Regions from separate parts of the Mus musculus genome. Here all the other regions are linked to region 1. The links are chromatin contacts, called in public promoter capture Hi-C maps. All regions are on one chromosome and are shown on one strand. Each heading gives the region's core, a stretch centred on a gene start, on an enhancer-like site or on the middle of the called end of the contact. The rest is flanking DNA. Distances are from core to core; before and after follow the strand shown.

The links. Promoter capture Hi-C pulls out the DNA fragments that hold promoters and counts their contacts. Capture Hi-C pulls out chosen DNA fragments and counts their contacts.
Region 2: a promoter capture Hi-C map of liver shows a contact between it and region 1, with 4 times the contacts expected there. The contact joins the promoter of Limk2 here to the promoter of Ewsr1 in region 1. A contact is called at or near these places in 2 of 39 promoter capture datasets (both in liver) and 1 of 9 other capture datasets (adipose tissue).
Region 3: a contact with region 1 is called in a promoter capture Hi-C map of liver, with 2.2 times the contacts expected there. The contact joins the promoter of Selenom here to the promoter of Ewsr1 in region 1. A contact is called at or near these places in 3 of 39 promoter capture datasets (embryonic stem cells, hippocampal neurons and liver) and 1 of 115 datasets of contacts at active chromatin or transcription factors (kidney).
Region 4: a promoter capture Hi-C map of adipose tissue shows a contact between it and region 1, with 2.0 times the contacts expected there. The contact joins the promoter of Ccm2 here to the promoter of Ewsr1 in region 1. A contact is called at or near these places in 1 of 39 promoter capture datasets (pre-B cells), 1 of 115 datasets of contacts at active chromatin or transcription factors (large pre-B cells) and 1 of 9 other capture datasets (adipose tissue).
Region 5: a contact with region 1 is called in a promoter capture Hi-C map of pre-B cells, with 2.3 times the contacts expected there. The contact joins the promoter of Purb here to the promoter of Ewsr1 in region 1. A contact is called at or near these places in 4 of 39 promoter capture datasets (the C10 cell line, cranial neural crest, liver and 1 more).
Region 6: a contact with region 1 is called in a promoter capture Hi-C map of pre-B cells, with 4 times the contacts expected there. The contact joins the promoter of H2az2 here to the promoter of Ewsr1 in region 1. A contact is called at or near these places in 4 of 39 promoter capture datasets (cranial neural crest, erythroid cells, frontonasal cranial neural crest and 1 more), 2 of 115 datasets of contacts at active chromatin or transcription factors (astrocytes and bone marrow-derived dendritic cells) and 1 of 9 other capture datasets (adipose tissue).
Region 7: a contact with region 1 is called in a promoter capture Hi-C map of liver, with 2.3 times the contacts expected there. The contact joins the promoter of Ppia here to the promoter of Ewsr1 in region 1. A contact is called at or near these places in 5 of 39 promoter capture datasets (cranial neural crest, liver, maxillary cranial neural crest and 2 more), 6 of 115 datasets of contacts at active chromatin or transcription factors (astrocytes, embryonic stem cells, large pre-B cells and 1 more) and 1 of 9 other capture datasets (adipose tissue).

Annotation. Positions count from the first base shown.
Region 1 is chr11:5,096,677-5,101,003 of GRCm38.p6, forward strand. It overlaps Ewsr1 (Ewing sarcoma breakpoint region 1), which reads right to left and starts at 2,420. Exons shown (of 17, transcript NM_007968.4): 1 at 2,333-2,420. The coding sequence starts at 2,345. It overlaps Rhbdd3 (rhomboid domain containing 3), which reads left to right and starts at 2,597. Exons shown (of 9, transcript NM_177370.4): 1 at 2,597-2,890; 2 at 3,072-3,222; 3 at 3,721-3,911.
Region 2 is chr11:3,407,212-3,411,538 of GRCm38.p6, forward strand. It overlaps Limk2 (LIM motif-containing protein kinase 2), which reads right to left and starts at 2,027. Exons shown (of 16, transcript NM_010718.4): 1 at 1,835-2,027. The coding sequence starts at 1,850. Gm51879 (a long non-coding RNA gene) reads left to right here. Exons shown (of 2, transcript XR_003949624.1): 1 at 1-2,190; 2 at 2,536-4,327.
Region 3 is chr11:3,512,361-3,516,687 of GRCm38.p6, forward strand. Selenom (selenoprotein M) reads left to right here and starts at 2,324. Exons shown (of 5, transcript NM_053267.3): 1 at 2,324-2,713; 2 at 3,901-3,936; 3 at 4,126-4,160. The coding sequence starts at 2,585.
Region 4 is chr11:6,544,544-6,548,870 of GRCm38.p6, forward strand. It overlaps Ccm2 (cerebral cavernous malformation 2), which reads left to right and starts at 2,344. Exons shown (of 10, transcript NM_146014.3): 1 at 2,344-2,486. The coding sequence starts at 2,457. It also overlaps the pseudogene Gm24000.
Region 5 is chr11:6,474,152-6,478,478 of GRCm38.p6, forward strand. Purb (purine rich element binding protein B) reads right to left here and starts at 1,925. Exons shown (of 1, transcript NM_011221.3): 1 at 1-1,925. The coding sequence starts at 1,735. The coding sequence ends at 761.
Region 6 is chr11:6,442,037-6,446,363 of GRCm38.p6, forward strand. H2az2 (H2A.Z histone variant 2) reads right to left here and starts at 2,407. Exons shown (of 5, transcript NM_029938.1): 1 at 2,301-2,407. The coding sequence starts at 2,303. It also overlaps the pseudogene Gm11970.
Region 7 is chr11:6,413,720-6,418,046 of GRCm38.p6, forward strand. Ppia (peptidylprolyl isomerase A) reads left to right here and starts at 2,148. Exons shown (of 5, transcript NM_008907.2): 1 at 2,148-2,260. The coding sequence starts at 2,192.

The DNA.
Region 1 (4,327 bases), core at 1,170-3,669:
CATTCTTTATATGAAAAACAAACAACAAAGCAAATACTGCAACCTACATTTTGTTGAGGTTTCTGTGTAAAAACGACTTTTTGAGTCATTGGCATTAAGTTTGATGTTTACAAAGACTTACACAAGAGCAGTTATGTAAAATTGGCAATGCTGATACAGAACAGCCAACCACTTGAGACGAGGGTGCTGCCAAAGGATTTGGTAGGCTAAGGAAAAAGCGACCCCCCCCCCATGTTTATCTACCTACAAGCATGACACTGAAGCAATGGTCAGATAATTTAACAATTGAAAAAATAAGTCTTTAAATGCCCGGATACGTAAACACTTCACACACACACACACACACACACACACACACACACACAGAGCAGGCTGAGAGATTATGATGTAGGGGCATCCTAGAATGCTAATGTTTTACTTTTTGTTCTGGTAGTTATTTAGAGACTGTAATTCTGCTTTACTGGACACACTCTATAGTTACTGTTCTACAAGATACAGAGGAGGGAAACCATTACTCCCCTTAGGCAGTGGCTTGCTTCAGGGCAGCCATTAGCCAAGCTGAATAGGAAGGTTTAGGCTACATAATTCCTGTAGCTAGCAAGGGTAAGTTTGTTGGGACCAAAAAAAAAAGTTATTTTAAGAACTGAAAGGCTCAAGAAAAAAAATTTTTTTTCTAGGACAGGATTTCTCTGTGTAGCCCTGGCTGTCCTCAAACTCAGAGACCACCTACCTCTGCCTTCCCAGCACCGGTGCATCGCCACCGACCCTTTAAAAAAAGTCTAAAACTAAGTTTTTCAGGAAAGCCCTTAATAAAGTCCCCTCAGCAGGGCCAGGACTGTGGGTATAGCAGAGCACACTTTTCAACTTAAATTTGGTTCAGGGTGCTATCAACATTTTCTGATAACAAAGATGACTAAAAAGTGGCAATGATCTATCAAGCAGAAAAACTGCAATTGCCTTCTTGGGCTTTAGAGGTTAAGAGAAGGGTAAAAGGACCACCAAAGAAACCATTTTCCACTAGGATATATTGGACTGTAGTCGTATCTCAGTCTTCTCTTAGGGACACTTTGGGTAGCCTGGTACCAAAAGCAAGCTGTTTACTAACTACATCGTTTGCGTCGTCAAATTGTGATGCTGGAAGCTTTCCTAAGCCAAATGAAGAACCCAGAGCTTTTCCTGTCACCCCCACTTGTTTTCTCCTCCTGCCTCCAAGGCCACATCACCAGACCCTAGATTCCGCTAGAAGCAAAAACAAAAACAAACAAAAAACCCGCCACTGTGCCAGTTAACTGTATTCTAAACTGCAGGTGAGGGCTAGGCTACACTTATTCTCTCGGTAAGGACCACAACATAACCATCACATTCTAGAGTTCCCGCCCTGGACTTTCAAAATCCGCTATGGGTCTCTTCCCCTGGCCTCAATAGGGCCAAGAAATAAATCAGCCGGCTAGCTTAACGAGCAGGCCTACAGAAACGTGGCGTGCCGAGGCTTTTCTGCCTCTCCTGGATCAAAGCTGCTAGAAATCTCTTTCTGGAAAAGAGTCTCCTCTCCGGATCCAGACGGACCTTGTTATACAACCGATCCCCCGCGCCGGTTGCTGAGAAAAGGACACTGGGAAGCCACTGCTTTTTGGGTAGGGAAGGAGGTGGAGTTAACTCATGATTAAATCGAAGCCTCTTGAGTGGGGAGCACGAAGATTTAGGGGAACCAACTAGGTCCTCCGAGGGGGCAGCTTGGTCGGGCCGGGCCAGGCCTGGGGGATAATGGGGCTCCCCTCTTAAGCCGGCGCCCCTCAGCTTACACATTCGCGACGGCTTTTTGTTTGTTTTTCTGAGTCCCTACACAGTAAACACTTGCCCTGGGGCTAGCGATGGGAGGAGACGTTCCACGGGAAACCGGCCACGGCTTCTCGAGCCGCCATCAGACACCTCGCTTCACGCGCCTTCGGGGTGATGGGCTCCAGGCCCAGCCGCGGTCCCCTTCGGGCCCTCGGAGGCCCTAGGCCCGGCCCACGTGGCGAGAGACCCGGAGCACCCGGCCCCGACAACCACCACACAAAGGAGGCCTGGACGGGCTCTGCACGCCTCAGCTACCGCGAGGCCCTCGCGCGCAACGCGGCCGCCAAAAGGTTCCAGAACCAGCCCGCCTAGTGGGGGAGGGGAAGGGAACGCGGATCCCCCACCCCCACCCCCGAGCTCGTCGGGCCGCGGCGGGAACTCCAACCCCTTTCGGCGACTTCACTCAGTCATCCCTGCCACCCCCAGAGACGAGCGCCTCCCAGTCTGGGTGTCCCAGCTGTCGCCGGCGGGACCGCGATCCCACTCCGCTTACCCGTGGACGCCATTTTCTCGCCTTCCTCCTCGTTCTCTCAACGTCCGTCTCCTTCTCGCGTTCCCCCTAGGCGCCGCACTGCGCAGGCGCGAAACCCGCAACCTCGGACGCTACCATCGGGCCAGGCCTCGGGGGTGGCCGAAGAGGAGCGAACCGGAGCTCTTCGGCTCTTCGCTCCCGAAACCGTTGACCCGATCCTCTCCCAAAGAGCCGGACGTGACGAGTGGTCTAAAAAAAAAAGGCGCCTCGGGGGCCAGCGCGCCAGTGAGCGAGGGTTACCCACGAACCCGAGAGCTCCTTGGCGCGAGGCGCGGTGGCTCGGAATGGTTACGCCCGCTGGCTCTAGGGACCGTCTCTGAAGAGTCTGCCCTGGAGGGAGACGGAGGCTGGCGGGAGGGCTGGGGGAAGGGATCCCGGCCGGCCTGAAACAACTGCTGACTAATCGGCGGGCGGGATCACGCGCCTCTGTGTGCGTGCAGCGGGTTTCGGGCACCGAGGGCTCGGCCTGGAACCGGCGGCCGGACTTACCGGGCGGGCCCCCCTGCTCGGTTTTCTAGGGTGGGTGGGGGTGGGAGGACATGCTCCCCAGGCCCCTGGACGCGTGGCCTGAGCGGGCGGGGGAGGGGACCGAGGGCCGTCGGCTTGGGAGGGAGGCCGGGAATGCCGCGCCCGACCCCAGTAACGGTCGGGGTTGAGAAGCCCTGTGATCGTCCTTCAACCCATCCCCTTGTTTCAACAGAAAACCCAGAACCCACGAAATTGAGTTCTTTCCTTAAAGTTACAAAGCTGAATGCGACCCAGACCCCGGGCCTCCCCTCTCTGTACACCGCCCGGAAGCTTCGCCACACTGTCCTTGCCTTCCCACTCTGTCCTCCTGGCTTCCCTGCAAGGTAGGCAGGGTGTGATATGCATAGCTCTGAGGTCTCTGACAAGGGCTCCAGAAAGACACTGAGGCGGATTGTTGGCGATTGGTGGGGTTTTTGGTTTTGCTTTTCTGAGAGTTACTGACACAGTGGACAGACACAGACAAACATTAGCATGGCGGGCGAGGACTCGGAAGAAACCAGGGTCCATGTGGGAGAAGTAGGCGTGTCGCACCCTTCTGAGGATGGGCGTGGCTTCAATGCCGGAGCTTCTGGCCCGGGGCAGGCAGGGAAGGGAGCTGGGAGCCCGATGTGTAGCCCCCCAGTTCCCCATTTTATGTAAAATCACCTTCAGGTGAGAGATCCAGGCGTCCGAGTCTGTTAGTTCGCCACTCATAGTGTCTCACTAGAGGCCGGTCGGAATCTGAAGGGGAGAAAGGCGTGTATTGTGTTCTAGGAGGAGCAGCTGGATTCATTATTGGATTCTTACAAGTTACGTTTTATTAATTGAAGATATGGTTGCAGGAGTGTTACGGCTTGCCTATGATGTATGAGGCCCTAGTTTCCATTCCTATCGCCAAGAAAGAGAAGAGACTGGTCCAGAGGACTCGAGGCCCAGTTCCCTATGTCCATGGACCTGTCCCCTAGTGCCCAGGGATGGAATGGTTGTAAGAAGGTGCAAGAGGAAGCTTCATTTTAGGTGACCCTGCCTCCAGGTAAGGGTGAAATCTGCCTGCTTTTCTGAACTTCAACCCAGTACCAAAAATAAAGGGTGGAGTTCACCCCAGCAGGACCTGGGACTATGCTAATATGTCTTCCAATGAACACCAGCCTTGAGTCTGGAGACAAGCCATTTGAGTGGGGGGGGGGGGGAGCCAAACTTTGCTCATTAGGATAAAATTCACAATATGGGAAGGGAACATTGACAATTCAGAGTGAGTAGGAGATGGCCTATTGAGGGATGGAGGCAAGGCCAGGCAGAGGAGATTTTCATATTTGGCATCTGCAAGGGAAAGCCTTGACAAGGAAGCTAAGTCGAATCGCTTTCTGCCCTGAATCAGCTCAGTAGGAGACTCAGAGGACTGCCCAGGAATGGTGGGAGGGCCTGGAGGAAAGGCAGTGTGAGAGGAGA
Region 2 (4,327 bases), core at 777-3,276, 1.7 Mb before region 1:
GGTCCTGGACTGATCCTTAGCACCACACACACACACAAATCAAAAATGACTAAACTCATGCACAAATTCCTGATCATCAAGGTTCAAAACTGAGAACCAATAGTGCTTAGAAAAAGTCACCAGGCTGGGTGCAGGGATGCAGAGTTTTGATCCCATCACTCGGAGGCAGAGGCTGGCAGATCCAGGACAGCCAGGGCCACACGGAGAAACCCTGTCTCAAAAATACATAAATACATAAATAAATGAAAAGTCACTGGAAATCGGTTGAACTGAAGAACTCTAAAGCCACGTGTTTAATTTTTAAGAGCAGACTTTATTTATGTATGTGAGTGTGCATGGGCTCCAGGACTGCAGGGACCTGCAGAGGGCTGAAGAAGCCTCTGGAGCTGGAGGAATAGGACACTGAGTTGGGTGTCAGGAACCAGAAGGGACCTCTGCAAGAACAGCACACCCTTAACCTGAGTCACCTCTCCAGCCTCGTTGAAAAGAAAAAAAGAAAGACCGTATCTCTCATGTAACCCAGGCTGGCCTCAAATTCCCTACATATCAGAGGAATGACTTTGAATTCTGACTCTCCTTCGACCTGGGATTGCAGGCATGCAGCAGGTATAGGCAGTGCTGGGGATGAAACCCCTTGCTTTGTGCAAGCCTTCTACCAAGTGAACCACATCCCATCCAACTCAATTTTAAAAAAATTATTTATTTAGAGACAGGATCGTATTCTGTCGTCCAGGTTGACCTAGTTAGTACGCCACACACAGACCAAGCAATTCTCCTGGCTCTGTCTAGTCTGGGATTACAGGTGTGCAATCACCACTACCAGCCAGGAAAAAAAATTAAGGGAAGAGACAGACGAATTTCCGCTCCATGCTTTCCTTCTCCAGAGCATATTATCACCAATAAGGTCTGAAATTCCATGTTCCCGTAGTGAGGAAGTGACCCACTGGCGGCCCGGTCCTTGAATTCAGGATGGAGGAAGTGACTGTCCACCGGCCCAAAGCCAGGAAGTGGAGGCACATATTCAGTCCCTCCCCCACCCCTAAAATTCTCCCTTGGCCTTTCTAGAAAACTTTTGGAAGTCGACCCTGGTAGACCCAGAAACTGAGCCACTCACACCGGTGGCTGGGAATAAGGCGGCAGAAAGTTCATGATGCCGCGGGGCAGGAAGCTGCAAGATGATTCGTGAAGGGATTTACAGGCCCAGCTAAGCCAATTCTGAAATTTCCTTCACTCAACTCTTCCCCTCAAGGTGCGGAGCTATTAATCTGCTGGCATCAGAGACTACGCGAGGACTCAACTAGTCTCTAGGAAGACTTGAAGCTGTTCTCCACAGGAGGCAGAGGTCTTTGAGCCTCAGGAAGAACGGTCGGATGTCTTCCTATCCACATCATAAACTCCACACTCATACTCTATCTCTAGGAACCACTCCTCCCAATCCCAGAGTCCAAAGACACCTTCGAGAACTTTGGGTCTACAGAAAACCTAGAACCCAGGATAACTCGGAATCTCAAGTCCTGAACTCTGGAAGACCCTGTACTTCCCATATTTCAGAATCTCAGGTGCCTCGGCTTCCTTAGCCAGGAGACTTGCCCGGTCTGCAGATCCGAGGATCCACCTCGCGGGAATTCGCCCCACGCGCCGGCCGCAAGGAGCCCTCAGTCTTAGAACGACTGCGCTCGGACTTCCAGAGTCCCAAGACCTTCAAGTCCCGAGGGAACCATTGTGTTCGATCCTCCCCACCCTGCCAGGCTCTCGCTGAGGATTCCGGACCCAAGAAAAACCAGACAGCCAGAAACCCGCGAGCGGCGGGCTGGACGGAATGGGCCCTTCTTACCCGCCAGCGCCGCCATGGTCCAGGGCGCGGACAACACAGGAAGGACCACCCGGCAGCAGCGCCTCAGGTCCGCGCCCGCCTGCGGTCTAGAGAAGAGGCTGTCTCTGCCCCTGCAGCCGGAAGGATGCACCGCCTACGGCGCCCTGGGAGGACCAAACCGCACCTGGCACGGGGACCCGCCCCGGAGCCCCTCCCACTTAGGTTAACGACCCGCCCTGCCCCGTCCCGCCTCCCGCGCGAACTCTGCCGCATCTCTGGCGCCTGCTGGCGACTGGCGACCTCTAGAGGCGTTCGGATTGACCAGGGTGATTCAGTTTAGGCTGGAGGTCGCAACACAGGGGACCCTCGGCGCTCAGGTTAGTCCAGTTGCCCTTCTACACTACTTGAAAATGGCTCTGCTCTTCAGGTGCAGAGCGTGGGTAGGTATCACAGGTCTTTTGACTCCCAGTTTGTAATCAGCAATGTGAACACGAAGAAGCTAAGAGAAACCACTTTTGCGTGTCAAAGGCAATATGGAAATGAGGCTCCCTAGAGCAGATTATGGAGGCCAAATACCTGGGTTCCTGGAATTTTGGGTCCAGGACTCCCACTCCTTATATAAAGTCCCTGGTTGGTCAAGTCTCATAGAAAATGGCGTAAACTTTGTCTATAATCCACGCACAATCTTCATATGCTTTATTTTTTCTTTTGTTTTGCCACAGGGTCTTGAAATGCAGCCAGACTGATATTGAACTTGCCAGCCTCTTGCCTCAGCTTCTTGAGTGCTGAGATATTCTTGTTTTAAATCATCTCTAGATTGTTTATTTAAAAAAAAAAACCAAAATCTAGATGTTCTAACATAGTTATCTTATTCTGTGACTAAAATCAAGAAAGAACCGGACAGTGGTGGCACACGCCTTTAATCCCAGCACTTGGGAGGCAGAGGGAGGTGGATTTCTGAGTTCGAGGCCAGCCTGGACTACAGAGTGAGTTCCAGGACAGCCGGGGCTATACAGAGAAACCGTCTAAAAAAAAAAAAAAAAAAAAAAAAAGACGCAGCACTCTCAGCTCCTTCTCCATCGCCATGTCTACCTGTATTCTGCCATGCTTCTGGCCGGGATGATAGTGAACTAAACTTCTGAACCTGTAAGCCAGCCCCAAATAAATGTTGTCCTTTGTAAGAGTTGCTGTGGTCATAGTGTCTCTTCCCAGCATTAGAACCCTAACTATGACACTCGGTTTTAGACAATTGTTACTTCCCTCCATCAGATTTATGTACATGGGAAAAGAGTCCAGAGGATCAGGAAATGGGTAGGAATGGAGCCCAAGGAAACCAATCCTGCCTCCAACTCTCCCATCAGCTGCCTCTGGCTCTACTACTTAGGTAAACAAAACAGCACAATTCTCTGTCTTCCTGCATGGCCTTTTGTTAACAAAAGTGGCTGCTAGTTAGATGTTTCTTCCGTGGCGCCTTCATATGACCTAGGGTGCACAAGTGCTAGGGAGGGGGCTGTACCTGACTTCCTTCCTGGGAACTCACTTGAGCTGCTGGCTTCCCTCTGAGGAGATATCTGATGCGTAGGGAACACTAGATTATATACTGAATTAGGAAAGAATTCTTGGGGCTCTTCTGACAAGCTACTTAATGATTAGCAGAGAGAGGCCCTGCTGTATTTTCCCGGGCACAGAGGGATGGGGACTGGCTTGCTTGCTTCCTGTCCCTCCCTCCACAACTGAGCACCACATCTGTCCTTCTCCCACTTTTTGCTGACTGCCTTTTCTTCCCACCCTGTCTCTCTTATAATCACTGTTTAAAGGGCAGTATGTGTAATTTGTATCTGTTTTTTAAGATTTATTTATTTATGTAATGTATATGAGAACACTATTGCTGCCTCAGACACACCAAAAGAGGGCACCAGATCCCATTACAGATGGTTGTGAGCTACCATGTGGTTGCTGGGAATTGAACTCAGGACTCCTAGAAGAGCAGCCAGTGCTCTTAACCACTGGGCCATTTCTCCAGTACCATGTAGGTTTTTATTTGTTTGTTAGTTTGTTTTGTTTTTTTAATTAAAATTTGGGGGGGACAGTATGAAACCTTGGCTGGTTTAGAATTATGTAGATCAAGCTGACCTCCTAAGTGCTAAGATGAAAAGTGTGTATCACCATGCCTAGTTCAAAGAAAACTATTAAATTATGCCATTGTGAACTGAACTGTCTTCCCTAGACTCTTGTGATGAAGTCCTATTCCCCAAAGTATCCCTGCAGCTGAGGGCTTTACAAGGTAACCAGGGTTATATGAGGTCATGGCGAGGCTGTTGTAATGGGGCAAATGTGTTCGAGGAAGAGGCACCAGACAGGTCTTATTCTTGTTTCTTCTGCCTCCTGAAGACACAACAAGAAGACAGCTATATGTCAGGCAGCCATCGAGCCAGCCATCAGCAGAAATCAGCCATACTGGTAGACTGGTCTTGGTGTTACGGCTTCCAGAACTGTAAGGAATAAATGGTTCCT
Region 3 (4,327 bases), core at 1,074-3,573, 1.6 Mb before region 1:
CTATGAAACGGAAGATTACTTTTTAAATTTTTTATTTGTGTTTTATGTCTGTACTGGCTAGTTTTGTGTCAACCTGACACAGGCTGGAGTTATCACAGAGAAAGGAGCTTCAGTTGAGGAAATGCATTCACGAGATCCAGCTGTAAGGCATTTTCTCAATTAGTGATCAAGGGGGAAAGGCCCCTTGTGGGTGGGACCATCTCCCATCTCTGGGCTGGTAGACTTGGGTTCTATAAGAGAGCAGGCTGAGCAAGCCAGGGGAAGCAAGCCAGTAAGTAGCATCCCTCCATGGCCTCTGCATCAGCTCCTGCTTCCTGACCTGCTTGAGTTCCAGTCCTGACTTCCTTTGGTGATGAACAGTAGTATGGAAGTGTAAGCCGAATAAACCCTTTCCTCGCCAACTTGCTTCTTGGTCATGTTTGTGCAGGAATAGAAGCCCTGACTAAGACAATGTCCATGGAGATTTTGCTTGCAAGCATGTCTGAACAGTACATGCATTCCCCCGGTGCTTGTAGAGGCCAGGAGAAGGCATCAGATTCCCTAGAATGAGAACTACAGACAGTTGTTAGCTTCCATGTGGGTGCTAAGAATCAAACGTGGGCCCCCTGGAAGAACAACCGGTCCTCTTAACTGCTGAGCCATCTTTCCAGCCCCTCTGAGGATGGCTTTGAATTCTGATCCTCGTGCCCTGTCTCTTAAGGGCCAGGATTACAGGCTTGTATTATCATGGCTGGCTTTTCACACTGGTGTAGGAATCCAGACTCAGTCTTCATGCTTATACAACAATTGATTCTACATGTTAAGTTATCTCACCAATATTTTTATATTTGTTTATTTATTCATTTGTGTGTGTCTGTCTGTCTGTCTGTGAGTGCTTGATATTAGAAACATGCGACGGTCAGAGGACAATCTGTGGGAGTCTCTTCTTTCCTTTTGTCATGGGTTCTGGGACTTGAACTTAGGGCATCAGACTTGGCAGCAAGTGCCTATAGTCATGGAACTATCTGCTGATGGTTCTCCCCGCCCCATTTTTAATGCGCATTTTAAAAGTGGTGGAATAAGCCCAGAAAGGTAAAAATACCTTGGATCACAAGCAGCGTTGGCTCAGTGTTGACAAGGTTCTCTGAATCCTGTGGGAAAGGGCACAGCGTGTTCTTGCTGTCTGCCAGGGATTGGTTCCAGGGCACACTTCCATACCAAAACTCGAAATATGAGGATGCTCAAATCCATAGATAAAATGGCTTAGTATTTTCCTAAAGCCCGTGTGGCCTGATCTTGTACTTTCTATCATTTCTAGATAATTTATAACACCTAATACAATACAGATGCTATAAATAGTTGTAATGCTCTATTGGTTGGAATAACAACAAGAAAAGAGTCTGTACATGTTCAGTACAGAGGCAGTTTTTACTTCCTAATATTTCCAACTTGAGACTGGTTAAATCCAGGGTGACAAAAAACTGATTGTACTTGCTGTGTCTGCTGAAGGCATGAGGACATGGAGTGCCACCTGTTTCCTCCTTGGTCCAGGGAGATGATCCACAGAGGTGTTTGGGGCTCAAATCCAGATCTATGAATTGGCCTATTTTACATTTCTGAAACAGTTCCTAATCTGCAAAACGGAGTTCATTGCTGGAGGGGGCCGTTGTGATGAGGAAGGGGAAGAGCTAATAATGGAAGGTAACACAGCCAGAGTCTGTCCTAATCACCCTGCCCTCAGGAGGTTGAGTGAAGAGTATTGCTTTGAGTTCAAGGACAGTAGGAGATTGGTGTGTACCATCTCTGACCAGATACTGTTCTAATGAGATGCATTGTGTATATTAACCCTCCCAGCCTTTTCTAGGTAAAAAAGGATAGGTAGTATTCCTTTGTAAGAATTTATATTTATTATTATTATTATATGTGTGTGTGCACCGCGTGTGCCTGTACAGGCACGGACATGCCATGGTGAGCGGTTGGGGACGCCTGTGGAGGACAGAGCACAACTTGTGGGAATTGCTGTTTTTCTTTCACTTTTTTTTAGGTTTCAGGGATAAAACTCAGGAGTCAGGCTGTCATAACAAGCGCTTTTACCCTCTGAGCTTTCTTGAGCGGGGCGTAGGTAATGGTCCTCGCTTACAACGTGTGCTTTGGGGAATTGAAGCTTTGATCGGAATTTCGTTCAAAGACATCAAAAGCGTATAAAGGAGATCTCCTAGGTTCCTGCTTCCTTATCTTAACTCTCTGACCCAGAAATCCTTGTGTCCATCTGCGAACCTCCTGCGCCCTCTGGTGACGCGAAGTAGTGCTGTCTCCTGGCATCCTGCGGGAGCGTTTCACACTTAGTGGGCAAATGCAATATGGAGATTGTGAGAACTGGGAACATGAAGTCTGGAGGACCAGAGAGTAGCTGAGACAGGGATGGGGGTTAGTGGGAGGCAACCACCCGATTTGGGTGGGATGTCAGTGGGGCTGTTTCTAGCTCTGGGGGCGTGGTTTATGGCTGGGCGGAGCTTTTGGCTTGGGCGGGGCCAGCTTGCGGGCCAGACGTGGCGCAGCGGCCGAGTTTGGGTGCAGCCTGCGGAACGTCTCCTGCCAGGCACAGATGAGCATCCTACTGTCGCCGCCGTCGCTGCTGCTGCTTCTTGCAGCCCTTGTGGCTCCAGCCACCTCCACCACCAACTACCGACCGGATTGGAACCGTCTTCGAGGCCTGGCCAGGGGGCGGGTGGAGGTGAGTGCGCCTTTTCCCAACCTTAGTACGACAGTTCCACAACCTTGCTGCCCCTTATCCCAAGAATATAGTCCGGCCTCAGGAATACCAGAATTCCCGAAACACCCCCCCCCCCTTTCCCTCCTGCACGGCCCGGGAATCATTCCTTTTATTTCCCAGCCGCATGATGAACAGCATCTACTGTGGAAGTAAGAAGTCTCGTCCTTGTGGCCTGGCACTCTGAACCCTTGCCTCTGCTCCAGGCTTGGCCCTACCGTGGGTCTCTGGCTATAATTTTTTGAAAACTGGCCCCTTAGAACCCACCTTCTCTAAGGATAACCTCACCTTTCCCCATTATTTCTCCCCCCACCCAGACTTAGTGCCTGGCATTCCAGAATCTCTTTTCTTCTGGTGGGGAGAAAAGACCTAAGCTCCTCCCCTCACTGTACTCTGCTGGAGCTGGAGGAGAGGATAGGGAAATGAGATACCAACAGTCCACAGCCACCCTGGACCACCACCACCTGCCGGCCAAAGGACTCCCCTGGAGTCTTCCTAAGTGATTCCTATGTTTGCAGACTCTTCATGGGCCTTAGCTGGTTTATTTTTAATTTAAAAAAAAATTAACAAAAGGAAGTGTAAGGGAGGCCTGAAATAGGGAGGTCTGGACTTCCTGTTGGGCTGCGGCCTCCCATCAGGAATAGAGAAGGACCATCCATACTCCCAAGTTAGGGAAGATCAGCCAGATGGTTCCTGAAGCTGAACCACAGGTGGCTGGCAGGGCTGCCTCTGCATGGGGTGGGGTAGGGACCAGATGGCAGGTGCCTCTAACAGGGCCCTTAGGGTAGTTCTGAGCTGTTCCCTTCTAGTCTGACTTTCGTCTCAAGGGCCAAAGGCCAGGGTTAGAATTCTACCGACAACAGGGAGAATGCCGTAACCCATGTCTCCTGGGCATTGGTCAGCTATCAATAACATGCAGACAGGGACCCATGGCTGGTTTCTCTCCCTCATTCTTTACCTGTGGCTCTAGGCCTGAGCTTCCCAACCTGTACAGAGGTCTTCTTGCTCACAGGACTTTACTGCCACACCTTGATGCTTCTCTTTACGCTCACTGCCTGACCCAATTCAGTGTAAAGGACGGCATAGTCTTGGCTGTATAGCTAGCCTGTGAAGGACTCCTGGTTTATTATCCCATTTCTCTCTCTCTCCAGACCTGTGGAGGATGACAGTTGAATCGCCTAAAGGAGGTGAGTTTGAAGGAAGGGAGTCCCTCTTAGGGAATAAGGAGCACTGGTCACTGACTGGGGGCCTGGTGGGAATCCCTGTACTGTGAGGCAGGAGACTGGACCTGTCTTGGTATATGACCTGACTGGGCCTCATCGTCCATGTCTATAGGGTCTGAGGCCCTGTGCTCTAATGCTATGGTTCCTCCCCAGGTGAAGGCCTTTGTCACCGAGGACATTCAACTGTAGTATCCTTTTCCTGTTGTGGGGGGAGGGGATAGGGAAGGCACCTGGGAGAAGCCTCGATATTTTTCAAAGATAGAAAATGATGTTCGTCTACCAAAGAGGCTGATATTAACTCTTCGGAGGATTCTGAGGAAGTCTAGAATTAAGGAGGGAAGAGAGCTTACTAGTG
Region 4 (4,327 bases), core at 1,094-3,593, 1.4 Mb after region 1:
GAGGCAGGGACAGCAGCGCTCTGAATTCTAGGCTAGCCTATTCTACACAGCAAGTGCTAAAACAGCGAGGATTAGAGGCTAGGAGGGCTGGAGCTGTGTTAACAGTGTCTTCTGGACATGGTGGGACTCCTGCACTCATGAACTCAAAGTGCTTGTGGATGCTTGCTTAAGACCTGAACAATCGAGGCCAGCCTGGTCTACAAAGTGAGTTCCAGGATAGCCAGAGCTATACAGAGAAACCCTGTCTCGAAAAAAAAAAAAAAAAGAAAAGAAAGAAAGAAAAAAAAAAAGACCCGAACAAGATCAAGCCAGTCAACATTCCATCATGGACTAGGAAGGGATTCATGAGCCTTCCCCAGAACTGTGGACTGGAAGGGAGGAGTCATATTGCTTTGAGGGCATGGCTCCCTATTGTAAAGATTTGCATGTAGCCCTGAGAGAACTACAATTAGCAGGATACTTAGTATTTTAAAATAAGTATTGGCTTCATTTAGCATATTTTTTCTTTTGAGACACAGTTTCTTTGTGTATCCTTGGCTGTTCTGGAACTTCCCTCTGTAGACCAGGCTGGTCTCCAACTCAGAGATCTGCCTGCTTCTGCCTCCCAAGTGCTGGGATTAAATGCATGCACCACCATGGCCCAGTTTAGTATTAGTTTAGGATCAGTAAATTCCATACTGTGGGTTGGCATAACAGCAAAACAAAGACCTGTTGGGGTGCCAACTTGCTTTTGAAAAATCACCTGATCCTCTGAAATTGTTCTGTGAATGTGGTAACTATATATGATGTCTGTTAACTATGTAGGTGCTGGAGAGATGGCTCAGTGGTTAAGAGTGCTGGCTGTTCTTCAAAAGGACCTGGGTTCGATTTCCATCACCCACATGGCAGCTTACCACCATCTGTAACTCCAGCTCCAGGAGTTCTGACACCTTCACATAGATGCATATGCAGGCAAAACACAAATGAAAATAAAATAAAAATAATTTTAAAAAATCTATAACTTTACTCTGGCAGGGCCCGAATGCCCGTGCTCTTGTAATTTTTACCTTCCTGATGTACCAAGGGTAGGAGAGAATAAAGCTTTAAAATTTTACACACACACATTACACATAGTTTTGGCTTGGGTGTGAGATTAGTGAACATAGAGGCTTGGGTGGACCATAGGGTCCATAACTTTCCAGGGAACCCACAGCCATACCCTGTGAACTGCCTCTCAGCTATCATGTTTTAAATTTTATTTTCATTAAACATTTCTTCTTAGAGGTGTAGATCTGGAGGCGAAGGAAGTTGAACTTGAGCCTTAGAGCATGGATATGATGACCTGGCCATTGTGAACCCTGATTTCCTTATACCTTCCAGCTTCCCAAAAGCACCTTTGCATTTGTGTGTGGGTGGCTGAAGCCTAGATTAGAAACACCATAAACTCAGGAATGTGAATATCCATCAGAATGCTTTTTTTTTTTTTTTTTTTTTTTTTTTTTCGAGACAGGTTTTCTTTGTATAGTCCTGGAACTCACTCTGTAGACCAGGCTGGCCTCAAACTCAGAAATCCGCCTGCCAAATGCTGGGATTAAAGGCATGCGCCACCACTGCCCAGCCAGAATACTATCTTCAAGATGTTTTAGGACAACCCATACAGACAACAGGTTGCATACACTACCTAGAAGGTTGCTGTTGGCAGCTATTGTACATTTTTGGATTCTTTTATGAGACTCTGGTCCAACGGTTGATCCTGAACTCATTTTCCTGTCTCTAGCAGCCAGGTGCTATGATTACACAGGAGTGCGCCGCCACGCCCAGCCAGAATAGAAAGTTACTAGAAAAGGGTTTCCTTGTGGCTCAGAGTAAAAAGAGAGGGATGCCAAGTGGCAGCGCGCCCAGAACCCGGATTGGAGACTGACTCTGTCCCTTCCCAGGGGCATGTGGCCCGCCTCCCTAATCGCGAGGCAGGCTGGGAAGTCGGCCACCCTAAAGATGGCGGCAGAATTGAAAAGTTGGAGCCACTCCCGCGCGGCCCTGAAGGGTTCGGGAGAGCTAGGGATGGGGGGGGGGGTACTGGGGCGCCTTTCCAGAGGGGATGGGAAGGACTGGGGTAGGCAGGTGTGCTCCTCCCGCCCTGAGGAGGCATGGAGGGGCCCGGGGTGACCCTGGGTCTCTTCAGGGGCTTTGGGAAAAACAGGGAATCGCCCTTCTTGGTATCGCCCTCCTTGGGCCCAGCGAGTGCCTCTAGGCGGAAGTGCGGGAGCGCCGAGGCAGTGGGCGGGGCGTGAGGGGGCGGGGTCTCCGGAGTGGGCGGGCTCCCTAGGTCCGGAAGTGCGGGTGGGGCGCGGCCGGGGCGGAGACTGCGGGCGGGCCGGCGGCGCGGTGAGCGCGGGGGTGGCGGGCCCAGAGCGAGCATGTAGCGGCCGCTGGCAGTGGGGCTCCCGGGGCGGGCCGCGGGGGCCGCACGCGGCGACATGGAGGAGGAGGGCAAGAAGGGCAAGAAGGTGAGCGCTCACCGGCGCGTCCTGCCGCCGGGCCGGGGCGTGGGGTGGGGGTCCCTCGGGGTGGGCGGGCGGGCGGGCGGCTGAGCGGGCAGGGACAGCGGTCAGGTGGGCCTGCGGCTCCCGGAGGAAGTGCCGCGCCTTTCCGGTGGGGGCGTCCCCTTTGCCGCTCGCCCCCGGCCTGCTCCAGACGGCCTGTCAGGGGGCCCGCCTTCCCCGCGCGCCGGCCTGGGGCCACAAAGGAAGTGGGCCCAGTGAGGGGCCAGAAGGTGGCCTGGGCTGGAACTTGGGCCACTGGGCTGTGCCGTGACCGGCGAGGCTTTTGCTGCCCACTTGGCTTTGTTTTTGGATGTCCAGTAAAAGCAAAGATGGACTTAGCTTTTCGGCGGGTTCTCTCGTCGACTGTCGCTCCTATTTAATACCACTGAGTGATTTTAGTGACGTTATGTTTGGCAGTAAGATTTAGGACATGGTTCAAGAGGCTCCTTCGTTTCTGTAGTTTAAAAATGTGGCTTTAATTACAGGCTTGAGTAGTTGATAAAGAACATTTTAAGAAGCCTGGGAAGACCATGTGGGAATGAACCGCTTAAACTGCCTTTAAAGCGAAAAGTGGGCTTTGATAAAATGTATCCCTTTCAAATAAATGCTTTGCAATCTTCATGTTTGCCTGTCATTTTCATTTGATAAATGTGTGCACGTTGTGGACAAGTTTAAAACAGACTTTGATGTCCTAGCTCAGCACCACCCGGCCTCCTTGTAGCCTTTAATTGGCCACACCACTCACCACCTTGTTTTAGGAGGTGTCCCATTTTTCAGAAAGTCTTACTTGAAATAGAGTGGCCAGGTGGCCTTCAGGGAATCCAGGCCAGCAGCGCTGCCCCCACTTTCTTTTGTTTGAAGACAGAAAGTTGCACTTGTTATTTAGATGTCCTGTCAACTTGTTACCTCCAAAGATGGTTTAAAGCTGGGAAATGGGCCCAACAAAGCAATTCAGCCTACAAGTATAGAAGGGGTTTGAGCATTGTAAAAGGACTTAGCTAGAAAAGAGGGTGCTGTTGAGGAAGGACTTGGCCCAAGTGTGGCTGATGCTGAACCGTGCCAGCTGGTCTTTGCAATGCCAGTAGCCTACATCCCTGGAGACATTGTATTTGTCTCACACTCTAAGTGCCCTGTAAGACACCTGGCCCACGTTCTTGTTTGGGACAAATTGCCTGGCGGTTTATGTTGTCTTGTATATCATACCAGTTTGGGTAGAAGGCTGAGGAGCAGAGAGAGGCATTAAGACTTCCCCCTGAGCTTTTGGATCAGTAGCAAGACAATCTCTTTTTGTTTTGTTTTTCAAGACAGGGTTTCTCTGTGTATCCCTGGCTGTCCTGGAACTCACTCTGTAGACCAGGCTGGCCTCGAACTCAGAAAGCCACTTGCCTCTGCCTCCCAAGTGCTGGGATTAAAGGCGTGCACCACCATGCCCAGCTCTTGTAGCAAGACAATCTTACAGTTATATGCAGTGAAAAAAAAATAAGTACAGAAAAAGGCAGTGGTTAATTTCAGTGTCTCAGTTAAAGGAGATAATGCGTGTGTAGGGATCTATGCTAGCAGTTGTAGGCATTCTGTCACCTGCTTTAGTTTGTTCCCTGTAAACAAGTGAGACAACCTTTGGGACCTGAGTTTCTATGTAGGCCATGACTGAACACAGTTTACCAGGTATCTTCCTATAAGGAGCTTGCAGAACCTTCCTAATATGTTTGTCTTTGAGATACACTTTCTCTGTTATGTAGCCCTGGCTGTCCTGAAACTCAGATGTCTAGATCAGGCTGGCCTTGAAATCACTGAGGTCCTGCCTT
Region 5 (4,327 bases), core at 675-3,174, 1.4 Mb after region 1:
GTTCAAGCTTTGATCTCTGAATTCATTTGCATCCCGGAAAACAATTCTGCAAAGAAAAGACAGGGGCCTTGGTCCAGGTTCCATGCAAAACCATTTTTTTTAAATGGATCTAATTTTCGAATTCTCCAATGGCTTCTTGAATTCTTCTCTTGCCCTGTCCATGATTGTGTAAAGTTGCATTCCTTTTCATAAACCTGTACCCTCAGAACTGGGTAACTGCAAAAGGCCTCTTTCTTCTCAAAGATTCCACTAAGACCTAGATCCAAAATGCTGATTTCGATGGAGGTGAAGGGATAGATGCTGATAGTAGTGAGGCCTGGAGGGATCCTAAGACCAGATTACCCAGGAAGAACACAAATTCAGCTATTCCCAATGCATGAGTCTGGGTAACCCAGGTGTGGTTTTGGTCCCAGACGCTCGAAGATCTATCTATCCCTTCCAGTGTTTTCCTGATGAATTTCCGAACCTCGGTTTTAAACAACAGAAGCTGAGACTCTTGCGCAGGTGAGGAGATGCTGCTCCTCTTTGCAGGTTGCTGGCAGTTCCTTGGAACTTAACTGCTTTTCTCTAATTGTCTGTGACTGTTTTCTTATGGTTATTTCTCTTAACTATATTATTTTATTTTTTTTTTTGTTTTCTTCGTCTGCGGCCTCCCCTGATCCCTCTCCACTAGCTCACTGGGGACGAGAAGGAAAGGGCGCTCTCTAGCCAAGGGGATGGTGGTGGGGTTGGGGGAGGCCGGTACGGGAAGCTGCCTGCTTCAATCCTCATCCACTTCCTCACCCTCCGACTCGTCGCCGCCACCGCTGCCCCCGCCGCGTCGCTCGTAAAGCTTATCCCTCTGTCGCTCCTGGATCTCTTTCATTTCATCTGCATACCGACAGAAGGCGCCTCCAAACTTGCCCCAGGCCTTGAAGGGCACGGTGATGGCATTGCGGTAGGACGGCTTCACCTCGCTCACTCGCAGGAACACCCCGTACTTGTTGCAGCCGACGTCGAAGAAGAAGCGCTTCGAGTCCACGGTGATGGAGGTGCCCTCCGGGAGCTCTCCGTACAGGCCGCCCCCGGGGCCGCCGGCGCCGCCTCCCGGGCCGCCGGCCAGCTCGTCCTCGTCGCCCCCGTAGTCGTCGATGAGCTTGGCGAGCGCGTCGCGGAACTCGATGAGGCCCTGCGCGGGCAGCGCGATGGTCTGGCCGCTCTGCAGGCCGCCGGGCCCGGGCCCCCCGCCGAAGCCGCCGCCGCCGCGGTTCACCGTCTGGCGGATGCGCAGGAAGCGGCCGCGCTGGTTCTCCTTGAGGTCCAGGTAGTACTTGCGGTTCTCGCGCACCAGGAACTCGCTCTTGAGCGCGCGGCGCGGCCCGCCGCCCTCCTCGGCGCCCGCCGCCAGCTGCTCGGGGCTGCTGGGACCCAGCTGCGCGTAGTGCTCGATGAAGTCGCCCAGCGAGTCGCGGAACTCGGCGGCCACCGCCATCGACAGCGTGAGGCGGCTCTTGGAGCCGCCCGCGCCCACCTCGGCGATCTTGAGGAAGCGGCCCTTGGCGTTCTGCTTCACGTCCAGGTAGAAGCGCTTGTTCTGGATGTCCAGCCGCTTCGAGGCCAGCTCCTGCGTCTCCTGCTCGCCGCCCGGCCCGCCACCGCCGCCGCCGCCGCCGCGGGGCGCGGGCTGGAAGCCGCCGGGCCCGCCGCCGCCGCCGCCGCCACCGCCGCGCTCGCTGCCGCTGTCGCCGTCCGCCATCTTCTCGGCCGCCGCCTCGCCGCCGCCGCCCGCTGCGCTCGCGCCCCCGCCCTCCGCCCTGCGGCTCGCGCTCCGGGGCCCCCCAGCCTCGCCCGCCGGCTCCTCACGCGCGCCCGCCGCTCATCGCCGGTCGCCGCCGCCCCCCATCGCCTCCGCGCCCCGCCCCCGCGGCTTCCGTGCGGCACGGCCCGCTTCCGGCGCGCGCCTCCCGTGACGTCACTCCGCCCCGCCCGCCGCCGCCTCCCGGCCGGAAGACCCACACACACCACGCCGGCGGGGCGCAGAGGTGACGTCGCTGGCCGCGCCGGCAAGGCGTTCTGCGGCTACCCCGGGCGAGCCTATGTTTCTGTCCGCTGGTTTTGGGGTCCTCTTTCTTGATGCTTTACTGACGCTCCCGGTTTCAGAGGGTTTAGTGTGTGACTAGATGACTCTGTTGCTTTGGGGCTGTGGGAAGGCAGAACGTTTTGCCGAGAAGCACATGAATTATTCAACAGTGGAGCCAATCACCTCCTGGCGCCTGGGAAAGCAGAGAGACAGGAAAGGGCCAGGGGCTAGGGATCTTTCCAGAGCATACCCCAGTAACCTGTTTTCTCCAGTGAGATCCTACTTCTCACTAATGCTACTAGATTATTAATCCTCAGGGACGAGTACACTGATTAAGTCGGACTCCTAACGATTGGATCTAGCAATCCTTCAGTAAATAAGCCCGTGTTTCTAAAACAAAGAAACCAGAATACCATCTTATTTTATAAACTCCCTGAATGGAGTTCACACAAATAACTTTTGGGTTTTTTTTTTTTTTACAATTGGGTGTTTTTAATGATAGGATCTCACTAAGCTATATTGGCTTAAACTTGAGTTCTTGCATCAGTTTAATATTCGTTAACCAGGTTCCTCTAAAGTGTTGTTTTTTTTTTTTTAAAGATTTATTTATTATTATATGTAAGTACACTGAAGCTGTCTTCAGACACACCAGAAGAGGGAGTCAGATCTTGTTACGGATGGTTGTGAGCCACCATGTGGTTGCTGGGATTTGAACTCTGGACCTTCAGTCGGGTGCTCTTACCCACTGAGCCATCTCTCCAGCCCTAAAGTGTTTTAAATTTGTTTCTGTGTGGCTATACATGTACGTGTATGTGGAGGCCGGAAATAGAGTGTTTGTGTTACTCTCCACCGTATTTTTTGTGAGTGGGTCTCTGGCTGAACTTAGAGCTCACTGAATTGATCTAAACTGGCTGTCAGTGAGCCCTAGGGATCCCCCACCCCCACCCCCTGCTGCACCCTGCTCTTTTATGCAGCTGCTAGGTTTTCAAGCTTGTGTCTTAATGCTTGTGTGATGAGCAGTTAACCGCCCCTCTAGCCTGTATTCTGCCTGATGGGCCAGCTTTGTTATTTTGTTTCCGCTGAAATTTCATTTGCATCTAAGCCTAGAGTCTTCTCTTGTAATTTTTTAGTAAGGACATATTTTTGAGTGGTTTTATGGTTTGATTTTTAAGTATAGGACTATGTTTATCTGAAATATATCATGATGTCTGGGATGAAGTAAAGAATCTAAGGAATTTCCTTCAAATGACTAACCCATTGTCCCAGTACTATGTATTGGGTAATCCTTGGAGGATAGATGTTAACAGGTGGAGATAGGGTAGGTTATTTTGGGCAGAGGAACATATGTCTCCAGATGGTGAGTTGTGCAGTTTGGCTGGGGCCTAGGGTCTGTGAACAGTGGAACTGGGCGCAGCTGTTCTCTGGTGGCTAGGAGAGATCCTTGATTCAGTGGACAGGGGCCACCATAAACTGTATAAACAGGAGTCATTTTCTAGTTTTGTACTTTTTTTTAAAAGATTTATTTATTTATTATATGTAAGTACTCTGTAGCTGTCTTCAGACACACCAGAAGAGGGCATCAGGTCTCATTACAGGTGGTTGTGAGCCACCATGTGTTTACTGGGGATTTGAACTCAGGACTTTGGAAGGGCAGTCAATGCTCTTATCCACTGAGCCATCTCACCAGCTCCCTAGTTTTGTACTTCAAGAAAGTGACCCAGGGCAAAGGAGAGTGTGGGTGGTCTACAGTGAGACCCAGCACAAACTCTTGATTATAAGCAGTGACTATGTTGTAAAACAGGCCCACATTTTCAGACTCTTAGTGGCTGGGCAGTGCTGGTTGGGGAGTGGGGAGACTGTGGTCTTTGGGTCAGAATATTACAACTATATGGAGACAAGAGGGAAAAAAAAAAGTAGGTGGTAATTGGAGCTGAGGGCTCTGGTGATCAGAGAATGAGAATAATGCTAGCAGATAAGCCTGGTCAGGGGCTTGGGCTCTTTAATAACCCAGCACCAAACTTAGACTTCACAAAACCTCAGATGTTGCAGGTGTTAGATACTCCCCCACCCTCATCCCTGAGAACATGGAACCAATGAAAAGTGGGACTTTACTGTGTTTTTTTGAATATCAGTTATTTTCTTCAGTTTCTTTCTTCTTGGTGGACTTAAAGTCTTGCCTTTCAGCAAATTGAGGGTATGTGAAATAGATCTGTTGACCGTTTGAGATGCTGGCTGGATACTCCTGGGCAAATGTAACAATGGTCAGTC
Region 6 (4,327 bases), core at 1,157-3,656, 1.3 Mb after region 1:
TGTGGATGAGAACAGACTTTGGCAAGTTGTCCTCTAACTCCCATAAGCCCACCCATGTATATACATAATAAATACATACTTTAAAAAGTGAAACAATACAAAATTACTTATCCTAGTAATTCTGTTAGACTGGGCTAAGCTTCTCGGTTAAAAAAAAAATTTATACACGGGAAAAGGAGGGCACTGAACTATATTTTCACTCCTAAAAACCTGAAAAACTTCCTATTACTCTAATAGACACACTTTTACTTATCAATTTAAAACATCTTTTGTTTTGTTTTGGTTTTTCGAGACAGGATTTCTCTGTGTAGCCCTGGCTATCCTGGAACTCACTCTGTAGACCAGGCTGACCTCAAACTCAGAAATCCGCCTGCCTCTGCCTCCCAAGTGCTGGGATTAAAGTTAAAACATCTTTACCAAGGACAACCAATGCATGAAGGATTTTTCATTTTACGTTAATGCTTATGTACTTTTAAATGGATACTTGAAAACATATCACTAGAATTTATGAGAAAGAAAAAAAACCAAGGGCTATGAAAAATCAACTGTTTGAGCAAATTCATTTACAAAGAAATAACCTATGCTGCTTGTCAGAGCACTTCCTCATGATCACCACAGAACAACTAACTACAAATGACACAAGTTTTCTAGTTCAAAGTCTGAGAATTTTACAGTCTAAACTTGGAGACTTTCCATTAGCCAATCTATTTATAGTTGATCTATTAAATGCCTCAGATGTCATGGTCAACAATGAGACAAACTATTATTATCTACAGTATGAGAAATGATAGCCTGGGGTTGATTTTTAACTTTTAAGCAAGAAGCACCTGTTGAAAGTACCTGTCAAGCCGGGCGTGGTGGCGCACACCTTTAATCCTGGGAGGCAGAGGCAGGCAGATTTCTGAGTTCGAGGCCAGCCTGGTCTACAAAGTGAGTTCCAGGACAGCCAGGGCTATATACAGAGAAACCCTGTCTCGAAAAACCAAAAACCGAAAAAAAAAAAAAAAGAAAGAAAGAAAAAGAAAAAAAAAAAAAACCCAAAAATAAAGTACCTATCATGTGAAAATGTAGATGAAACACAAAGTAATAAAACTGATGTTACAATGGATTTAGTAATAGATTTGCTCAGGAAACATTGGCCCAAGTGAAATTTAGCTAAAGGTGGACCGCCTCTCAAACCCCTCGAAGATAAGCAGTATGCTAAGCAGGCCTGCAAATTAAAAACATGGAACTTAGGATGTTAGGAGACAACTGTTCACCAGGATGGGCCACCCAATCAGACTCATTCCCGTGACAAAGGAGACAGAACTGATCTATGACCAGCAGTTAGGCCCAGATAAAGATAAACCAGCTTGTAATTCTGCAAGGTAGGTATGATGACCCTCGGTAATAACTTTGAAAAAGAACAGTGGCATACTTAAAAATACTCCTAGCCATATGTAGTAATATGTATAAATCTATCCACTTCAGCGGTCAGACTTGCAATCTCCTGTCTCTGCTTAAATTGTTCAAAGTGTAACCTGGGACCTCAAAAGAGATGTCAGGATAACAGAGTCTGTGGAATGCACACATCTAAAATGTACATAAATTAGTAAGCTCTTCAGTTGGAGGCAGGCTCTTGCTTGAGTCTTAGCCCAGCCAGACAAGCGTCAAAGAAAAGATAAAGAGCTTTTCCTTAACTAATCTCTAAGTGCATGCAGAGAGTCCTTCTTGGGAAGGCTTACTATTTCTATAACAGCGAAAGCATATTTCAAGCAGGATACCGACAGAAATATAATTCCAAAAAGAGAGCGTCACTCCCCTTAATCTTGGTGAAACACATAGGTCTCGATTGGTTTTAGGACTTTCCCCTCAATTTCAGAATGGGGCTAAAGTTTTACTCACTTTCTTTCTTTAGAAGTCACTTTCAACTAGATCTAAACTACAGAATGAAAAGATACTTTAAGATGAAGCCAAGTAAATAAACTTCTATTCCAAAGAATAACCGGCAAGCCGCTGACGAGGCGAGCGGTTCTGGTGGGCAGGATCAGAACTCCTCCGATCCTCAGCGGGGGGCATTACGTAACCCTGAGCCGAAGCCTCAGAACTCGCAGGGCTACAGCCGGACCTCCTCTGTGCGGCGCAGCACCCGCCCCCCTGCTTCTGCCTCCCGCGTCCGGCGCGCCCCCCCAACCCCCGGCGGAGTCCGGAACAGCGGGCACTCCGGCTCCGAAGCGCGACACCGCCCACTCCCGATCCCCCAGGTGGAGCAGCCGTCCGGGGCTTCTGCGCGCCCACTCCACGCGCGACCCCGCACTCACCATGGTCTCGGCCGCGCGACGCCCACTGCAGCCCCGCGCCGCCGCCGCCGCCGCTCTCGCAGTCGGACCGCCGCAGCCAGAGCGGGACAATGCCCGGGGCCCGCCTCGCGCCGCCTCCACCAATAGCCGCTCACGTTGTTCGTTTGAACCTCGGCGGCCGGCCAATTGTACGCTTCCTTCTAGCCATAACTCCGCCCTCCCGGTGCCGCCTCCCTAACCGCTGTTTGTTTTTTGCACACGGCCCTTGGAGGTGGGCCCTCCGACCAAACATTGACACTCTCTCCGCCGCTCTCCTTGCGCGGACTTCTGATGAACAGAAGAATGAACCAATGAGAGAGGAGGAAAGCCAATGAAAACATTGTCGGCCGCACGGGGGCGGGAGGCTGGGAACAACAGCTCGGTGAACCAATAGACTGGAGCGATTCGGCACAGCTGTGCCTTTCCCGCCCATTTCAGAGCCCGCCAGGACTTCTTTGCTTTGTTTTTCTTCAATTGCAACAAGTTTAAGGGGAACGTTTAGGTAGCACAGGGTCAAATGTCTAAAGTAGAGTTACCTTTGTGCAAAAGCTATTGTGAAAATTTAGGAATAAGTGTATATCGTAGTCCGCACCTAGTTAAATTCTCTAGCTATCGCCAACCCATTCACACAACTTTAAAAGGTTTTATTATTTTTGTGATCATCAATGAGCCCGGGAGATTTGGGAGAGCCACATCCATTTCTCAGCTAGAGAAACGCACTTAGGTGAATGTAGTCATTTGCATACAGCCTTCATCAGAAGTCTTAGACTTTGTTCTGGTTCCAGCTTCAAAGCTTAATTTTTTTCCCATTAGGAAGCACAGACCAGTTGTAGGAGTTAGTTGTGAGCAAAATAGTTTTCTACGGTTTTTGTTGTTGTTTGTTTGTTGTTGTATTGAGACTTCGTTCTTGTGGTAGGATTTTTCCAAGCCATTGTTTTAGAAATTTATCTCCAGCTAGACAATACCTGTCTCAAAATTTGAATTGTTTCTTTTGACAGGGACTATAGCTCTGAGATCAACCTCCATCAGAAGAAGCAACTTGGAGCAGGTCTTTATGAAAAAATAATTTTAATGCTAAACGAGGAAGGGATGAACTTCTAAATGAATTATTCATTTAAATATATGGACAAGTACTTGAGGGGAGTGGGTGGGGTGGGGTGGGGTGACGTCTTTGATCCGAGCACTCAGGAGGCAGAGGCAGGTGGATTTTTGCGTTCCAGGCCAGCCTGGTCTACAAAGCAAGTTCCAAGACAGCCAGGACTACACAAAGAAACCCTTTCTCAAAAACAAACAAACATGGGGCTGGAGCGGTGGTTCAGTGGTTCACTGACTGCTTGTCCAGAGGTCCTGAGTTCAATTCTCAACAACATGGTGGCTCACAACCATCTGTAATTGGGTCTGTTGCCCTCTTCTGGTGTGTCTGGAGTATAGCAAGTGTATACACACACACACATAATCTTTTAAAAAAAGATATGAAGATATGGACAACTGTGAGTGGAATGAATGGAATAATGTGTTCAGATAACAGAACCCTGTGTTCAAGTTTGGAATCAGTTCCCCAGGCAATACTGTAATCAAATGATAATGGTCTTACCAGTGTACCAACCATTATACTTCTAAGTATTGAATTCCCTACATTTTCTGACCCCTGCTCACCTTGTCTTTTATCACTTCCCCCTAACACCTTAAACTCCACTCTCCCTTTGCACACCTTTTTGCCTTTTCTTAAAGCAGTCCTCTTGCCTTGCCTCACTTAAGCATCCTTTAAGAGTAAACACAGCTAGATCCGGTAGGACACACCTGTAATCTTAGCACTTAAAGACTGAAGTGAGCTCTTTCCGAGCTGCTAGCTCTCCTGCGAACATGGTGAACGTGCCTAAGACCTGCCGGACATTCTGCAAGAAATGTGCAAAGCACTACCCCACAAGGTGACACAGTACAAGAAGGGCAAGGAGTCTTTTATGCCCAGGGAAAGCCGCGTTATGACAGGAAACAGAGTGACTATGGTG
Region 7 (4,327 bases), core at 898-3,397, 1.3 Mb after region 1:
AGTCTTAGCATTGGATAAACTGGGTATGCTGGCTCATATCTGCAATCCTAGTCCACAGATTTATTCGTTTGTGTGCGTTCACATTTATTTACTTATGTATTTACATTAAAAAAGGATTTATTTATTTATTATATGTAAGTACATTGTAGCTGTCTTCAGACACCCCAGAAGAGAGCATCAGATCTCATTATGGACGGTTGTGAGCCACCATGTGGTTGCCGGGATTTGAACTCGGGACCTTCGGAAGAGCCAGTCAGTGCTCTTAATTGCTGAGCCATCTCTCCAGCCCCATGTATTTACATTTATTTACTTGTGTGTATGTGTGTGAGTGTGGGCACATGTACAACTTAAAGACTTTTTTGCAAGTTGGATTTTTTTTTAACATTTAGTGTGTGTGTGTGTGTGTGTGTGTGTGCGTGCGTGTGTGCATGTGGAGGTCAAAGGACTACTTGTGGGAGTCTGTCCTCTCTTTCTACCATGTGAGTGCCAGAGGCCGTATTCGAGTCATCTTGTCCCCTCTGAGGTCTCTCTGGTATTCATCTTGCTTTGAGGCAAGGTCTCTCTTGTGACTTCTGTCGGTCTCCTCTGATTCCCAACCTTTAGAGTGCTGGCATCACAGATGTGAGCCACTTCATCTGGCCTTTTCCCCAGTTCCTGGGCCCTGTATTGCAAGCACTTTTACCTGCTAAGCCATCTTGCTGGCTCAACGGAGGGACAGCAGAACATATCAGCAAATTATATGTCAGGTAAGAAATTAAACCCAGAATATGCAAAGAACTCCTAAAATGCAAACTATAACCAAAACAATCAGTTAGTTAAAAATAAAGGCAAGTGCTCTTAACCATGGGGCCTTCTCCCCATCCCTGTCTCTACCTTATCCACTATACTGACTCAGTCTTGCCTAGACTGTCTAACCAGTCAGTCTCCATTGCCTCCAGGCCTGGACTTACAGACTCCTCCCAATGGCCTGGCTTTTACATAGGTGCTGGGGATCCAAACGCAGGTAGGTCCTTGAGCTTGTCCTGCAAGCACTTAACAGTTTTGAGAAAAGCAGGTTTACATGATGCTATATGCACAAAGCACACTGGTACAGAATTTTCCAGTTTGGCAAATCAAAACTCTTTGTAGTTCAACCTAATGTGCTTTTGGTCTGATTCATCCAAATAAGGCATGGCCAGACCCACATTCCTGAGGTTCTGTGTCTAAAGGCCTTACAGCTCGGGAGCCAACTCCAGCAGACGCTATGGTGAAGGGTCTTCCACAGCACCGACTTTCCCATACTCAGGCTTTGTTTATGAGGCAGGGCCTCACACTTACAGCTCAGGCTGTATGGAACTCACTATCCTCCTGTCTCCATCTACCTAGAGGTGGGATTTACAGGCGTGTGAAGCCTTTGAGAGCACGCCTTAGGCCACATGAGGAAATGAGAAGACCTTGGGGTATTGGGGGTCGGGGAGAAAAAAATTACAGGTAGACTCTGACCAGGATCGTGTTTAAATAGCTTCCTCCTGGAGAAAACACAAGATATATTTGGAAAGTAGGACATTTAAAAAGTATTTCATAATCTTTAAAATGAGGGGGCTGCTTGTGCCCGTTCCCCAGAGTTTAAGAAAACGGAGGCGCTCACAGGGACCTATCAGGAAGCGGTTGCCATTGCACAATGACGGTGTGGGTCCTGGATCTAGGCCCAGGGATGCCTGCCTGTTCGAGTTTCCGCAGAGAGGGCAGCGCCTCAGGACCCCGCCCGACCTTGAAGGGCCGCTCGACCTTGAGGACCATGTTTGCCTCAGTTACTTGCTCTGTGCAATGGGAAGATACGCGGTACCACTGGGGAAGACCAGGGGCCCCGACGCGTTCCTAAGGACAGCCAGATTGCGTGGCCACCCTCCCTAACTGCCCTCGGACTCTTCCCCCACCGACCGCGCCGCAACCATCTAGTAGGAGCCCGCGGGCGGGAACCTGCCTCTGCGCGCTACAGCGCACGCGCGCCTCGCGCCCCGCCCCACCCGCGCCCGCGCCCGCCCATAGGCCTGTCGCGCCGTCACTCCGTTTGGAAAGCAGTTGTGATTGATCCAGGTCCGGGCGCGCGACTCGGTGGTGGGCGGGGCCCGAACCGGGTATAAAGGAAGCCGCGGCGAGGCTCGTGCCGCTTTGCAGACGCCACTGTCGCTTTTCGCCGCTTGCTGCAGCCATGGTCAACCCCACCGTGTTCTTCGACATCACGGCCGATGACGAGCCCTTGGGCCGCGTCTCCTTCGAGGTCGGGTGGGCAGTGGTGCTCCAGGGTGGGGTCCCGGGAGCTGTGGAGGGGGAGGCTCTCTCGGGCGCGGCCCGACCCTCCGGTGGAGCGAGCGCGGGTGGCGGCGCCATTTCCTGACGAGGGGCCATTTTGGGAGGCTGGCGAGGCGCGGGGAGGCTGGGCGGGCTGCGGACAAAGCCGGGCGGGGCGCGGCCGTTGGGGGAGGGGGCCGTCCCCGCCCGTCCCGGCCTCCCCGCAGGCGCACGTGGCTGCGTCCTGTGGGGCCCCGCGAGGCCGGGCGCACGTGCTCCGCGCCTCTCCCTTCTCCCAGCCGTTGGGCCCCGCCCTGCTCCGCTGCGGCGCTGCAGCCCCGCGGGCCTCTTCCCAGCCTGCTTTCCGGAGCCCCACAGCCTTTTACTCGGATCTGAGCAGGGACCCTGCCTAAGGTCTCAGGGGCGAAGGCTCGGAGAGCCCGGACGTGCTCGTTAGCCCGGTTAAACCTAGTGGTTTCCTAAACCTAGTGGTTCCTACGAAGAATATAAAATAATCGTTTTATAGCAGACTTGAGTGTGAATTGAACCTTTGGCCATTTGGTCCGAAGTAGCCACATTTGGTTAGGGAGGCTCAAAATACCCCTCCGCGTCCCCCACCCCCGAGCGGAAACGAGAAAGGCTTGGCTTTTGCTGGTGCCCAAGGACCGCCTCCTGTCGCAGTGATGGCGCAGCGGGGGAGGCGCTCTGAACCCCTCCCTATTACCCTCAGTGAGACAGGCATGTTATGACTGGCCACGCTGCAGTTTGCATTGACCAAAGTGGATTGCCAGTAGTTACCTACTTAATTAGTTCTGGAGGTTAAGTGGCTGCTTAAAGATCAGTTAGTAATTAGAGTACCCTAAACAATTGGCGTTTTTCTTTTACAAAATTAAATATTCAGCCGGGCGTGGTGGCGCACGCCTTTAATCCCAGCACCCGGGAGGCAGAGGCAGGCGGATTTCTGAGTTCGAGGCCACGCTGGTCTACAGTGTGAGTTCCAGGACAGCCAGGGCTATACAGAGAAACCCTGTCTCGAAAAAAACAAAAAACCCCAAAATTAAATATTATTGTTAGCCTCAGTACTAGCCCTTAGGCCATAGTGGAATATGTTACTTAGTGTCTGTACTGTTAAACTCCAGAAGCTATCATTGGTGAGTTTTTAACTCAAAAGCTAGATCTCCCGATTGCCCGCCTGCCACAGTGCTGGGTACACATAGTAGGTAGGCACATAAAAAGAGCACTAGGTTCTAATTAGCCCTCACCCAGCATGTATCTAGTCAAGAGCTGATAATTGACAAGGACTCTTGTGGAAACTTGGCCTAAGCTTAGCCTGGGTAGGATAGTATCAGGTTAACCAGAGCTTAATGGGAATGAGATGAGCCCATAGGTGAAAATAGAGGTGGAGCTGCCAAGAAAGGCTTTGAAGTCATAATTTGATGAAAAAAAATGTGGACTTGGAAAGCTGTTAAGCTGTGAGAAAAAAAAAACAGTCCAAAGGAGTCACATATTTAACTACTTAAACCATAAATGTATTCCTCCAAGAGAAGTGTAGATGCTGCAACTGATGAGTTGTGGTTTTCAACTAGCTATGAAAGGGCATGTAGATATTGAAGTGTTGGAATCCTCTACAGTCCTCTACAATTAGGTTAGGAGCCACTCACCTGATGCTTAAAGCTATGCTGACAGGTTGAAGGTGGTAGCATTTTCATTGCCAGAAACTAACAGTTTATTTGCCTAATCATGCATTGTGTGACAGTGCTTTGAGAATTTGATTTTAGGTTTCAACATGAAGTTAGGAGTGATGGTATGCTTTTGAGAAGCCTCAAGTCTATTCAGAAGTAGGTGTGATGTATTAAAAGCTCTTGAGTCATGCTTAAGGAGTCTGTCACTATTTTAAGTAATGACTAGTTCCAGATTTCCTTCATATTTTTTGGTTCTCAACCCTGTAGAATCTTAAAGCTGATAGGTGTGATTTCTTACTAGGAATTGAACGTTATTACCAAAGTGGTGTTCTGAGAATGAATTTGACTCACAAGTCCCTAAAGCTAAAGACATT